2 separate regions of the Hordeum vulgare genome follow, and region 2 is linked to region 1. Evidence: chromatin contacts called from public Hi-C data. All regions are on one chromosome and are shown on one strand. The core of a region is the stretch at or near the end of the contact, and the rest is flanking DNA. Distances in the headings are between cores, read along the strand shown.

Region 1 (6,584 bases), core at 1,307-3,806:
GCACTATATTATGGACGGAGGGAGTATTATGTAAACTAACAGAAGAAAGATTTGGCAAAAATAATTAGGAAGTTTAGTTTATAGGATCACTTAGAAACATCACTCTTCCATCTTCCATTCAACCTCATAAGTTCTTTTTGTATCTCTTCAAAGGTCCTCGGAGGCCACCCGCTCCTAGCTAATGTGTGAACAAGCTCATTCAGTAGCCTGCCACTACTCTATTGTCTATCTTAAAATTGCTAGCTAAGCCCAGAAGACATTGGGACATACCAAAGTGAAAACTACGATCGAAAGGATAATGGAACATCTTGACCAGAGTAAGATAACAGACTACACTCCTTACCCACCTTAGTGTGGAGGGGGGTTTTATAGGTGCCGAAGAGCAGAATAGGCAGGAACTTAGAAGCACGAAACAATGGCGGGAAAAAAGTGGCAGGAAAAAATTGCGGGAAAATATTGGCGGCAAAAAATGGGGTGAAAAAAAGGTGGGAAAAACAACGGGAAAGAGAGGCGGGAAAAATTAACAAGTTCAAATTAAGATACAACTTGCTAAAATTAAGATACAACTTGCTGCAAATTTTAAGATACAACTTGTTGCGATGCGTATTTTACAATAACATAAATCTACTGAGTCCAACGTGGATATTTTCCTTTTCAATCACTAGCTTCTTCTGCTGCCTTGGCCGCATGAACCCTTTCTTTCTTTCTCTGTCTCTCAGCCTCATGGGCCTCTTGTCGCTGTCGTTGCACCTCCACTAGTCGAAGTACCTCTTCCTGGTTTTTCTTCCGCATCTCATCAATAAAACATGTCTGCTTCGCACAGTACTCTTCCACTCTCTCTCTTGCTCTGCTTTCTCCTCTGTTGCCGCCTTCTAGCGGCGCTCTTCAGCATACAAACTTTCCCATGCACGATAACCTCTTTCACGAATTTCAGTCACCGTCCAGTCCAGTATTTTCGTGTCAATCCAACGATAGTACACGCCCAGAGGCGAAGGAGATTACAACAAAAATAGAAATATAAATATCCAATCAACAATAATATCAGCAATGTGTTTATTCTTGATGACTGAAGCATACCGGAGGCTTGTTATACGGTGAACTAGCTACGGGCGGATCTTCCTAATAATAGGCGCAACATGAGAAACTTCATGCCCAACCAATTCGAAAAATCCGCCACCTCCTTCTCCTTGCAGAGATCGCCACACCAACAACGCTATACTTCCACCCCGGAGGCAAACTCATAATGACTAGCGCGTTGGTATTTTCAAGTGTGGCTGGACGGTGGACGAAGAGAGTTGCAGTGTCTCGTTTTATAGGATCAGATGACAAGTGCAATGGTGGGAAAATAGAGGCGAACGGACGAAAAATCAGGCGGAGAAATACACTACACGCATTGGATTCTAGGGCATCATGAGGAAAAATCAATGTCTTTTTTTGACAGAAAGCAACAACATCTTTCATCGAAGTGTGCGTCATTGGAATGACAGAAAGCAATAGCATCTTTCATCGAAGTGTGCATCGTCAGAATGACAAAAAGCAGCAGCATCTTTCAACGAAGTGTGCATCGTCAGAATCAGCGCCGTTAGAGGCAGCTTTCGACGCGTGCGTTGTAGACGGCAGCCGCCTGGGATAGTGGTGGCCGAGCCCACTGCCTCTGTTCATTCCGTCGGGAACCAGTGGGCGAAACGGGAACAGGATAGGCCGCCTCGCACCGTGACGGCAGGTGCCACGCGTCACCTGACGCGCCTGTCGCCAGGAGAGGGGGGCTCCAATCTCACATTTTGTGTGGCAGGTGGTCCATTCTCGCAATTACATTCGGGGACCGGTCCTTTTGAATAAAAATTCAAACAAATATACTCCGCTAAAGTATACTTAGCCATATCCTCCTCTAAATTATAGGGGTCGCTTATAGATGCATAGATGCTTTTACCATTGAGGCCCGATCTGATTTCGAATGTTGTTGGTTTAACCATGCGAATATTGTGTCCACTTTTATAACCTTAAAACAAAAGTTATATAACTATTACAAACTACTGAGTGAGTGGCAGCCGTTAAGGATCCCATATGAAGGTTCAAAACAGGTTTGCTTGTCCCCATTGTGCAAAGGTTCGTAGCTTTTCCACTGATATCAGGTATGCATGCCATTTGAATATTGTGTCCACACTTATAACCTTAAAACAAAAGTTAAGTGGCAACCGTTAAGGATCCCATATGAGATTTGCTTGTCCCTATTGCGCAAAGGTTCGTAGCTTTTCCGCTGATATCAGGTATGGATGCATGCAGCGCTACTGGTTTCTCCGTACTTCCCAATAGAGTTGTAAATGGTTAGTGTCAATGGCCACGAAGGGCAAGATTATATATCCAAGCAAATCAGTTGCATGAAGACCACAAGATCGACGGTGCGCTGCGAGTTGCAACTTGCAACAGAAAATGTCACATTCGTCGATCGAAAATTGAGCGACCGCTCAACGTCGACAGAAGCTTTTGACGAAGCACATGACCGATTAATTGGTAGTAACGCTCAGTGGGCAATCCTCTCCTATCAGTGCAAAGCGGTGGCTCAGTCGTAATGGCATACCACAGTTACTCAGGCTGTCCAAGTGTGGACTTTTCGACGGACCGATCGTCCGCTCACTCACGATCGTCGGATCGTGGCCACTCGGCATGCATTTCGACAAGTAGCTAGGCGACACAAGAACATCGATCCTGTGCACACGGGGAAACATGCTGCTCCGAATGTGCGAAAGGCCGTTTGTTGTTTGATATGGTCAACCCACTCGCAATGGCGAGCCAGAGCTAACCTAAAACATTAATTAGGAGCAATTAGCATATGGGAAGGTAAGGGAAGTTCCTTTCCTCAAAAATGATAAAATTAATCAAAAGTATAAAACATCTTAAACGTATTAAAAATTATAATGAGATTTCAAAGGCCATCAAATGATCACTATTGCCGCCATAGCAGGCCACTCCCTTACCGGAGCTGGCTTGCTCTTGACGTTGACAGCCAGAAAGTCTTTGTGGATGTCATTAAGGACCAACACCCTAGAGCCGTAGTTTTCGTCGTTGAACCGTTTTATAGATTAAAATACATGTCAAATCTCACAACTCTAACATCACCGTTGCATGACAAATTTCAAGAAAAAGCCTCATCGTCCGTCCCAAAAGACGGAGCCGGGGCGACATGTAGAGGGGAGGCAAATCTACGGGCTCGTCGATTAAGCTTGGAGGGAAGAGTTTGTTCAATCTTCCTAGGAAAACGGGAAAGGAAGCTTCCGAAAGGGATTGCTTTCTTTCAGTGGTAAAACCAGAAGTTGACGCCCCATGAACTACAACGGATCCATCAACTTTCGACGCGCCGTCGGTTGTGCAGCCACTCAGACTGTAACAGCGGTCTTAGCAACTTTAGCACGTAGAAGAAGTACTGATGACTACTAAGGTTGATTATATTTTACTGTAAAGGCCCAAAAGCTTTTCACATACCATTTCATTCTGAACTTTCAGTCACTATCCGGCATCATCCCCAGCAAATCGTATGCTCGGTGCAGCTAGGCAGCTAGCCAACATATAGGTGAAAAACGTGTGCAGGCCAACCAGAATCGCGAGTCCATAAGCGCAAAAGGGCCGTAAACTTTGCTGCGCCATGGCGACTAGTGGTGGTTGTAGTGGACATTAGGATGTTCTCGCTCGCTTCGCCGCTCGTCCTGCATCCAAAAGGATCGAGAGAAAGCTTCAACTGTCACGACGCGCCTAGGAGCTATATATAAGTACACCTGTCCGTGGACAGATCAGATACACGTACCGATATACCACCTCCAGCACACTGACACGCACGCGGTAGATCAGCTCGCTAGCTGCCGTATATTTGAGCTTCCAAGTAGAGTACCAGAAAAAGATGGCGGCTGCTCGCGTCGGCATTGTGGTCCTGGTGGTCATGCTCGTCTGCGCGCAGCTCGTCGCCGTCCCGGAAGCTCGTCTGATCCAACACCCGGCGGTTGCACACGCCGCCGCCAGCAGCAAACCGGTTGGCGTCCGGCCGTCCAAGTGGAACGTGCGGAGGACGCTCGGCGGATTGAAGAGGACGGTTCCCGGAGGCCCAGACCCACAGCACCATTACTAACGACTAGCTGGGTTCGGCTTCAACTGCATGGATTGGTCTACCATGGCATTATCTTATGAGGTTTTAGTCCTCGTCTTATACTGGCAACGCAATACTTCCTTCATCCCATGATACAAAAGCGTTCTTGATGCTACATTAATGTAGAAAACGCTTTTCTATTATGGGATGGAGGGAGTAGTATTTATTTTCTCTTTTACTCCCTCCGTTCCTAAATATAAAACCTTTTAAAAATTACACTACGAACTACATACGAAGCAAAATGATTGAATATACACTCTAAAATATGTCTATTTACATCCGTATCTAGCTCATAGTAGAATGTCTAAAAGGTCTTATATTTAAGAACGAAGTGAGTAATAAAGAAGAAACCGCACGAGCTGCTTTCTCGTTGTTCCATGCATACCGATGAATAAAGTGATCTTCAGTCTTCACAAGCCCGCGAGATTACATTAGTCTCTCTTTTTTAGTGTTGTATTAGGCCTCATTTTTTTAATAGCTAATATAAATTTAAAATACGTTTTCTTACAACAAATATGTTCACGTTGAATAACTGTGCAAATATATTTAAAAACAAAGGCTCCTGCTCTAAGTAGAATTAGATATATGTTTTTGCCCCAAAGCACCAAGAATGTTTTTACTCAAAAAATACTAGACGCATTTTTTAAGACATAATCATTTTTGCTAATAAAATATTTTTAGATTTTACAGCTTTTTTTTATAAAATTATATAATGGTCTTCCGAGAGCATACCTGTTTGCATTGAAGCACCCAACCGGGTGATCCTATAAGGCGCTGCAGGCGCTGGTTCCTGCTCCTGGCGCGTGCAGAGCCTCATGCTGGACCGGGGCAATAAACGTTGACTTTAATAAATAAAATAAAAACGAAAAATTTAGAAAAAAATTAATGAAAATATAAAATATATATATTAAAAAAGTTCATGGATTTTTAAAAAGTTTATCCAATTTTTCAATTGAATTCAAAAAAATGTTCACTTAATATTAAAAAACATTCATCGAATTTGAAAAAAGTTCATCGTTTCTTGAAAAAGCTCATCGAATTTTGAAAATGTTCAGCGATTTTGAAAGAAAATTCATAATATTTGAAAAAAGTTCATCGAATTTAGAAAAAGTTCACATATTTTGAAAAAAAGTTCATTAATTTTGAAAAAAAGTTCATAGAATTTGATTAAAGTTCATCATTTTTTTTTAAAGTTCATCGTATTTAAAAAAACCACAAATTTTTTAAAAAAGTTCATTGATCTTCAAAAAATGCTCATCGATATCTTTGAAAAAAACATTGAATTTTATTTAAAAAAAGTTGATCAAAGTTGAAAAAGTTCATCCATTTTGACAAAGTTCACCACAATTTAACAAAAATAAATAGTTCATCATAATTAAAAAAAGTTCACCAAATTTGAAATAAAGTTTGTGCAATTAAAAACAAAGGCGAAAAAGTGAAAAGTGAAAAAAAAGACGTAAGAGGAAAGAAGCAATACTAGAGCAGCTAACACATGACGGTGGATTGGTTACTCTGTCACATTACCGATCGATAGGTTGTTGGTTTGAATCGCATCAACGTCGTATTTATTTTTGTTCTACTCTAGAAGAAAGGAGAAGATGAGCACAGGCCACCTAACGCGTTGCACGCGTCGGTTAGTGAATTTGCGTGTAGGATTGGAAAACATTCGGGTCGCCAGCCGTTTGATGCATCCTTCAAAGTCGTGGGATCAGGTCAACGCTCGCAACGGTAGCATCGTCCTCGCCAGCAGCGCAGCGACATTGCTGATAATGCCGCACTATAGCGACTGCCCGGTTGCGCAGTGACACTGCATGAACGACGCCACACTATAGTGACTACCCGGCTGCAGCACACCTCAAGGGCGTCGATGAAGCTCCAATGCATCCGCCGGTGAAGCTCCAATGCAGCACCACCAGCTGTAGTGCAACTTCAGGCTCATCGGCGAAACTCCATTGTAGCGTTGGTGGAGCTTTCATTGCAACTGCGAGCGATGCATTGTACACCCGGTGGAGCTTCATTGCAACTCCGGGCGATGTATCACAGCTCTGGGCGCTGCCGGTGAAGCTCCATCGCTGCCGCCGGTGATGCATCGCTACAACATCTAAAGTCGTCGGCGACCACTTCATTGCACCACCGTCGTGTGCATGCGGTTGCGACGGCGACGGGATGCTCCAGGCGTCATCAGTGAATGTCCATTGCAGCGGTCCGTGAAGCTTCATCGCAACACCATAGATGTTTTGATTGACCAATGTCAGTCGTCTCTCTCGATTTTGTAGCAGCGGTGGAGTGGTGGCCGTCGTAAAACCTCTCTATTAGTTTTGCAGCAGCGGGGGATAGCGGTCACTACCGGAAGCGTCTCCCCATGGCCGGCGCGGCGAACAGGAAAGAGGAAGAGGAGAACGGGTGAAGAAGAAAGGCTCGTAGAGTAAGAACATAAGGTTGGAAGTGC
Region 2 (6,584 bases), core at 1,463-3,962, 55 kb before region 1:
ATTAATTAGTTCCGGTTCCAATGCCTAGGAGCGGTCGGGGGCTCGGGCATCTTTAATCTCGGTTCATTTTATACATGTAGTCCCGGTTTGTGATACATACCGGGACTAAAGGTATGATGGCAGGCTGGCGTTAGGCTGGGGCCCCACGAGCCCATTTCGTCTCGGTTTGTATCACAAACCGGGACTAGAGATAGCCATTTAGTCCCGCGACATAGCCGATCGTTGGCATGTACGACATGCTCTCTTTTGTGTGTAGCAACCTCGATCATCTCATGATGTTCGTGCCGACCTCGACTTGATCTCCCTCTCCATCGATGTCCTTGACTTGATCTTCGTCTCTGCAGCCGACATACATTCCCGTTGTCCGGACATGTGACTAGAATCGTCGGAGAGCTTGGCACATCATGTCGGTGCCACGAGGTGGTGGAAGTTTGGGTCGTGGTTTACCATTGACATTGAGAGGTCCTTGCCAAGCTCAAGTAGTTATGCACCAACGCCGCATATGCTATTTTCCATGTCTAATGCCCTCCCGGGCATGCGTCTAGCGTGAACGAACGACCTCCTGGATGAGTAGCCAAGCCGTGTGCCACGAGACGAATGGCCTCCTAGGTGACTTTCATTTAATTTTCCTTTTCGTTGAGAGAATAAAGTTGCATCTCTTTAGTAAGCAACAATGAACGGTGGTTTAGTTAATCAGCTCGCGAGTGCATTACGCCAACCTCAAGGTCTGCTAGTTCGACTCACATTGCACGTCAATATTAGTCATTTTCTTGTCTCGCCCACTAACAAGTGGGTCCCACGTGTATGGAGAGTTGGACCAGTTGATGTGGCATGTCTGGTGGGCTGGTGAATACGCAAATTGTATGTGCAATCATATCTTAGGACTGGTGCTCCAAGTTTGGAGACCGTATTGAGTCGATATCCTCAAGTATAAGGATTGCATTGATACACTTTGTGAATTTAAGGACTGTTTTGGTCCTAGCCAACGAGTTTAGGAGGCAACAATGCATTTTACTCGTAATCTTCTGACAGAAATTTCTGCCTTCTCTAGGTATTTTTAAGCGGACTCTGTTTCTATTATTATTTTTAACAACAAGAGCATCTATAAGAGCATCTACAGTCGGATCTTGCAAATCCGACCCCTAGAACGTTCGCGGACACGTGCGGTCATTGACCGAACGTGTTCCCTATTTGTCCAGCCGCGCAGGAACACTCTTTATTTTTTTTCTCATATGTCCAGTCATTTGCACGTGATTGATGAAGAGAAAAAGAGAGAATGAAAAGAATTAATAGAAAAAATGGTCCGTGGTGGACTGGTGGGATCACATCCTTTGTGGCGGACTGAACGGACGCGCCCCGGACGTGTCTGCGGGCCCTCATATCATCTCCATATTTATGATGGATATGAGGATTCACGAACAGTCCACACATATATAGACGATATGAGGAATTCAGTTGGATTAATTTTTACATTCTCTCTCATGTTCAGTCACTGACCGGGCGCGCTCGTGGACGTATGAGGGGTCATTTAAGGGGTCCGGCTGTAGATGCTCTAATCGGACGCCTCAAATGACCCTTCATACGCCCGCGAACGCGTCTGGACTGACCGGACATGAGATAAGAAGAAAAAACTAACCCCTCATATCCTCCTTATACGCCTGGGCTGTCCGTGAACCATTTTATCCATCTTACATATAGGAAGGACATGAGGGCTCGCGGACGCACCGTGTCCGTCTGGTCAGTCTGTCACGTAGGACGCGACCTTATCCCGGACCGTTGCACTAATCACGTGCAAGTGATCGAACATATGAGAAAGAAAACGAAGAATGTGACTGCACGGACGGGCAAATAAGGGCGCGTTCTCGGGTGTTTAGAGGATCATACTTGTTATTTCCGGCATTGGATGTTCTAACTTTATTTCTATTCCTCAAGGTTCAACCATAAATTACCCGGGAGAAAAAGGTTCAATCATAAAATCTAAGGCTGCTCGTAATGGAAGTATCATAGACAGTATCATACATGTCAACTAGACAATTTCGATGAGGTGACACGGAACTAAATGAAGAAAGAGAGAATTGAATATTATATCATGATACCTTATTATATTAAATAAAGTGCTACTATATGTCTTGCATTATGAACACTTGCATAGAACTCGAAGCGAGCATTACGGATCCTAGTCTATGATACCACATCGGTGAACACTTGATGCATGTGTGACTGATCTCGGTGCGAGCAAAGAAGGAGCCACGTCTACGTATCAATGCCCGAAACTGAAAGGGAATTAATGCCCGACGAGCCGACGATCGCTCAAGTTACTGTCCGGAGCCCGTGCGACCCCATGCGAACCCACGCGGGGGGCTGATGACGTTGCGGGCGTTCCTACCAGACTTTCCGTGGGCATCAACTGGCATGTGCCACCGATGGTCACCAGCCACTACGTGTGCCCATGCAACATGCGTGAAGAAGCGGAAGCCGGACCACTGTTGCGACACACGCAGGTGCCATCACGTGCTCCGCCTCCACCGGGCGACGCGGACGCCGGCTCCCGTCGACAAGTGTCCACTAAAGCGCCTCCACTGCTGAGTTCGGCCCGCGCTAGATTCCAGAGGGAGGCGTCCAAAACCAAAAAGGAGTAGAGTAGGGGAACAAGATCGATCGCATCGGTGCCGCACGTCTGATAGGTGGTAGATCACGCGAGGGCCTGTCAGCCGGATCCCAGAGGCCAGAGCACTCCATGCCAAATGCTTTCCCGTGTCCCCTTTAGCTTATGTATAAGCACTAGCCAGCTAGTTGGTGCAACAGAGCGTATAGCAGCTACTTCTTCGTTTGTCCTGAAGCAAAAATTTCTCAGGGCCTCGGGCCATACGGTGACGAGACACAGCAAAGGCCAGTGCGTGTGCCTGGGCAACGGCAAGGCTACTAGGCCTTGGGCCATGGCTGATGGCTCAGTTATGTGTGTTCCTCCTTGTCGCTGTGGCTCTTATTATGCTATATATATATATATATGTATTCACTCCGTCCGAAAATATTTATTATAGAAATGGATGTATCAAGATGTATTTTAATTTTAGATACATCAATTTTTATATGTTCGTGTAACAAATAATTCCGGACGAAGAGAAGGGAGTATATACTACTCTACTGGCTAGCTAGATTCCATATCTCCCACGCTGCGGTTGGCCACGTTGTACGGGCATGGCCTCAGGACGGGATACTGCGATTGGACACGTCGTACGGACATCACCTCGGTACAGGGCACGACCGAGCGCGTCATATCGACAGTTGGTGTTGGGAGCTCCACTTCTGTGCGCCGCTGCAGCGATATGATATGATGCAACTCTTTCTCTACAAAGAGAAAAGGATCGTGGAAGAGTCAAAGAGCGTGGCAAATCTGGATCTCGCAAAAATATCATGCTTCCCACTTTCCAAAAATAGTACGCTTCACACAATTTGATGGGTTGCCTGCCATATTCATCAATAAGTGATGATGTCGGCACATATCATTATTCATTAGGTATATATTCTCTTCGTCTGAAAATACTTGTCGTTAAAATAAATATAAATAAATGTATCTAAAACTAAAATACGTTTAGATACATTCATTTTCTTTGACATGTATTTCCAGATGGAAGGAGTACCATTTTTCCAAAGAGTTAAATACATCACGGGTGGCTTAACTTATCGATTGCGGTTAGTTTAGTGTCTAAACTTACAAATACAAAAGAGTGATACTATAACTTCTTTGCACGGTGCATATACAGTGCCCCCACACGTATACCGCCGTATGTGTTGTTTGTGTGGCGTGACAGTTGATGGTTGGCCCACATGTCAGTGGGAATAAGCGTCGAGCGAAATGCATGATGTTTTCTTGGCAGAAAACCGCACGAAGTTTAGTTAAATACTCTGTATGCTAATAATAGTGGGAAAATAAAGTATGTCTGACTTTTAGGCGAATAGAATACGTCATTGAATGGGTATCCAACATGCTATCTTCAGACCACGGGACTAACAGTAAGTATTTTATGTACAATAGTTAGTTGGAAACTTATATAGCCAACATATCGCTTTATAGTTTTCATCCTGTTCTTCTTAAGTTACTATTTCTTTTTATTATATGGAAATTTTCCCATATATAAATATGATAATTATCAATATGCGATCATTTAACTCATTTTTCTATGTTTATTATTGAGTAGTTCGAAGAATCATGTGGATTTAAATAGTTCAATGTATTTTATAAAATATTGTTTAATTTTTTTGTATCTTCATTCAGGACCACAAGCACACATAATTATTGTGTGTCTTAATTTTATTTTTTAAATATATGATTATTAAAAGCAACATCATTGTATTTTGAAAACTGTTCAATGTGTATTAATAATTATTGTGTACAAATAATATATTCTAAAAATGCGTTAAAAGATATTTGTAGAAATATAATAATTTTACACGATAGTTTTTTAATAGATGTCGTAGTTCTCCGGAATGGATGACGAATATTTTTTCAAAAACACGTTTACAATTTATTAATACACTGATAATTTTCCAAAATATGTTGATATTTTTGAAATGCACTAACATTTTTAAAGTTTATGGCATGTAATATGTTGAATAGCTCTTTATTTTTCAAATGTGAGAATTTCTTAATATTCTTCGGAACAACTATTCTTGTCGTAGTGGTTATAACACATGTGCATGTTGTGTGCCTTACTATGTTTGAATCCTGCGAGCCCACCCTTTTTTCCTATTATTATTTCATCCCACGTGTTGACATGCGGGACCCATACCTGACATGTGGAATCAATGCAGTTCGGCATATTTAGATAAAATGTGTGGGACTTTTTCAAAATTTATATTATGTATAGAGATTTTTTTTTTTGTAAAACAACCATCACGCTCATCTCAGAGCTATCAGCATGCGGGCCAATGCCACGCTGGCACGCCACGTGGGTAGTTTAATATGGATGGAGGCACCGTATTTAAACGCTCCGACAAGTTACGGCACTAGTTTCATGTATTGTATAAGTTTAGGCACTGCTTCAAACAAGTTAAGGCAAACATGATGTATTTAACTCTTTTTAAAATAATAACGAGACTCTTCGTCGATTTGCATCACAAAAGCCGACAAATAACAGACTTTTACATACATTATGCATAGTATAAATAAATAAATAAATGACCAACATGCCAGCATCTAAGCCTAAGGTCCAAATGCAGCTGCATGCAAGGAGTTTAACTTCTACTCCATCGGTTCCTAAAAATAAGTTTTTTTAAATGTTCCACTAGAAGACTATATACGGATGTATATAGATATATTTTAAAGTGTAGATTCACTTAACTTGCTTCGTATGTAGTCTCCTAGTGAAATATCTAAAAAACTTATATTTAAGAAAGGAGGGAGTAAAACTTAGAACAACCCACAAGATGCCTACATGATAGTGGTGATGAAGTGCAGGCAAATGGTGTTGGACCTCTCATAGACCAACTACAAGCACTGTTTTTAGAAAGCTAACCAAGTAGCTCATGAACTAGCAAGACTTTCTTTTAGGTCTAGCTTTTGGGATAATTTACTTTATTTCACATTTCCTAGTAAACGATATGTCTATCATTATTTTTTTAGCAAAAGAGGGGGGTTCCCATTCCAATTTCATATATAGAAATCAACCAAGTTCGAAGAGCATCCAAACTACCAAACTATAGTAGGAAATGTAAAATATCTAGCTATTACAAGGCTTAGGACGACCAAGTTCTGAGAGTCAGATTATCCAGCTAGGAATAACCATCAAGGCACCTCCCAAAATCAGATGAGAGAGGTACAAAATCATTCCAGCATCAACTGCAACACTACCAATCTACGCAAAAGAAGACCACCTGAAGGGCCACCGCCTGAAGAACTTCTATTCAAAGCAATCTGAGTACTCCAAAACGCCAGCCTTGAGCAACCCTATAGATCTCACTTGCCACCAGTTCGATTAAGTTTGCTCCTAGCGTCAGGAGCTTTGCACCAGGGTCCTTTGTGTTCAAGATAGACCAATCAAAAATCCATGAGAAGATTAGTTTGATCATACGCATAGGATCATTGATCCATTTTCTGTTGAATATAATGTCATGTCTACATTTCCACACAGCCCACAACACGGCAGGGGTACCAACTAGTATCAGTTTCTTATCATTTTTTGGAAATCTTCTTAACCATTTTCCAAAATAGTCTTTGATATGAGATGGTATGGAATTCAAATCAAAAGCACATTTTATCAAATTCCAAATCAATCTAGAGACAAAATAGGAGAAAATCAAATGATCAATACTTTCATCTTTACCACATAACACACATTCTTTATCCCCTTTCCATCCCCTCTTGAGTAAATTATCTATAGTCGGGATGCTCTTCCTGTTAACCAGCCACAAGAAATTTTTTGTATTTGCTGGAACTTTAACTTTCCACGAAAATTTCTATGGAAAACATTGTCATTGTTAATTAGATATATGTATAAGGATTTGACAGTGAAATTCTTGTCAAGGGTCAGCACCCACATTGCTTTGTCCTTGCCACCATAGATAAGTACATCTTCACATCCAGG

What was found. Hi-C and Micro-C count contacts between places; a contact is called where the count stands out from the background.
Region 2: a contact with region 1 is called in a Hi-C map of leaf, with 3 times the contacts expected there. The contact joins two enhancer-like sites. A contact is called at or near these places in 3 of 6 Hi-C or Micro-C datasets (leaf and seedling).

The regions. Positions count from the first base shown.
Region 1 is chr1H:478,843,898-478,850,481 of MorexV3_pseudomolecules_assembly, reverse strand. No RefSeq gene overlaps it. Among protein-coding and RNA genes, the nearest start is that of LOC123416345, 30 kb to the right of the region's middle. Within about 2 kb of position 2,556, at least 1 of the 3 cell types and tissues checked has open chromatin away from gene starts, as enhancers often do. A contact at or near this core is called in leaf, where this site is marked.
Region 2 is chr1H:478,898,614-478,905,197 of MorexV3_pseudomolecules_assembly, reverse strand. No RefSeq gene overlaps it. Among protein-coding and RNA genes, the nearest start is that of LOC123416361, 71 kb to the left of the region's middle. Within about 2 kb of position 2,712, at least 3 of the 3 cell types and tissues checked have open chromatin away from gene starts, as enhancers often do. A contact at or near this core is called in leaf, where this site is marked.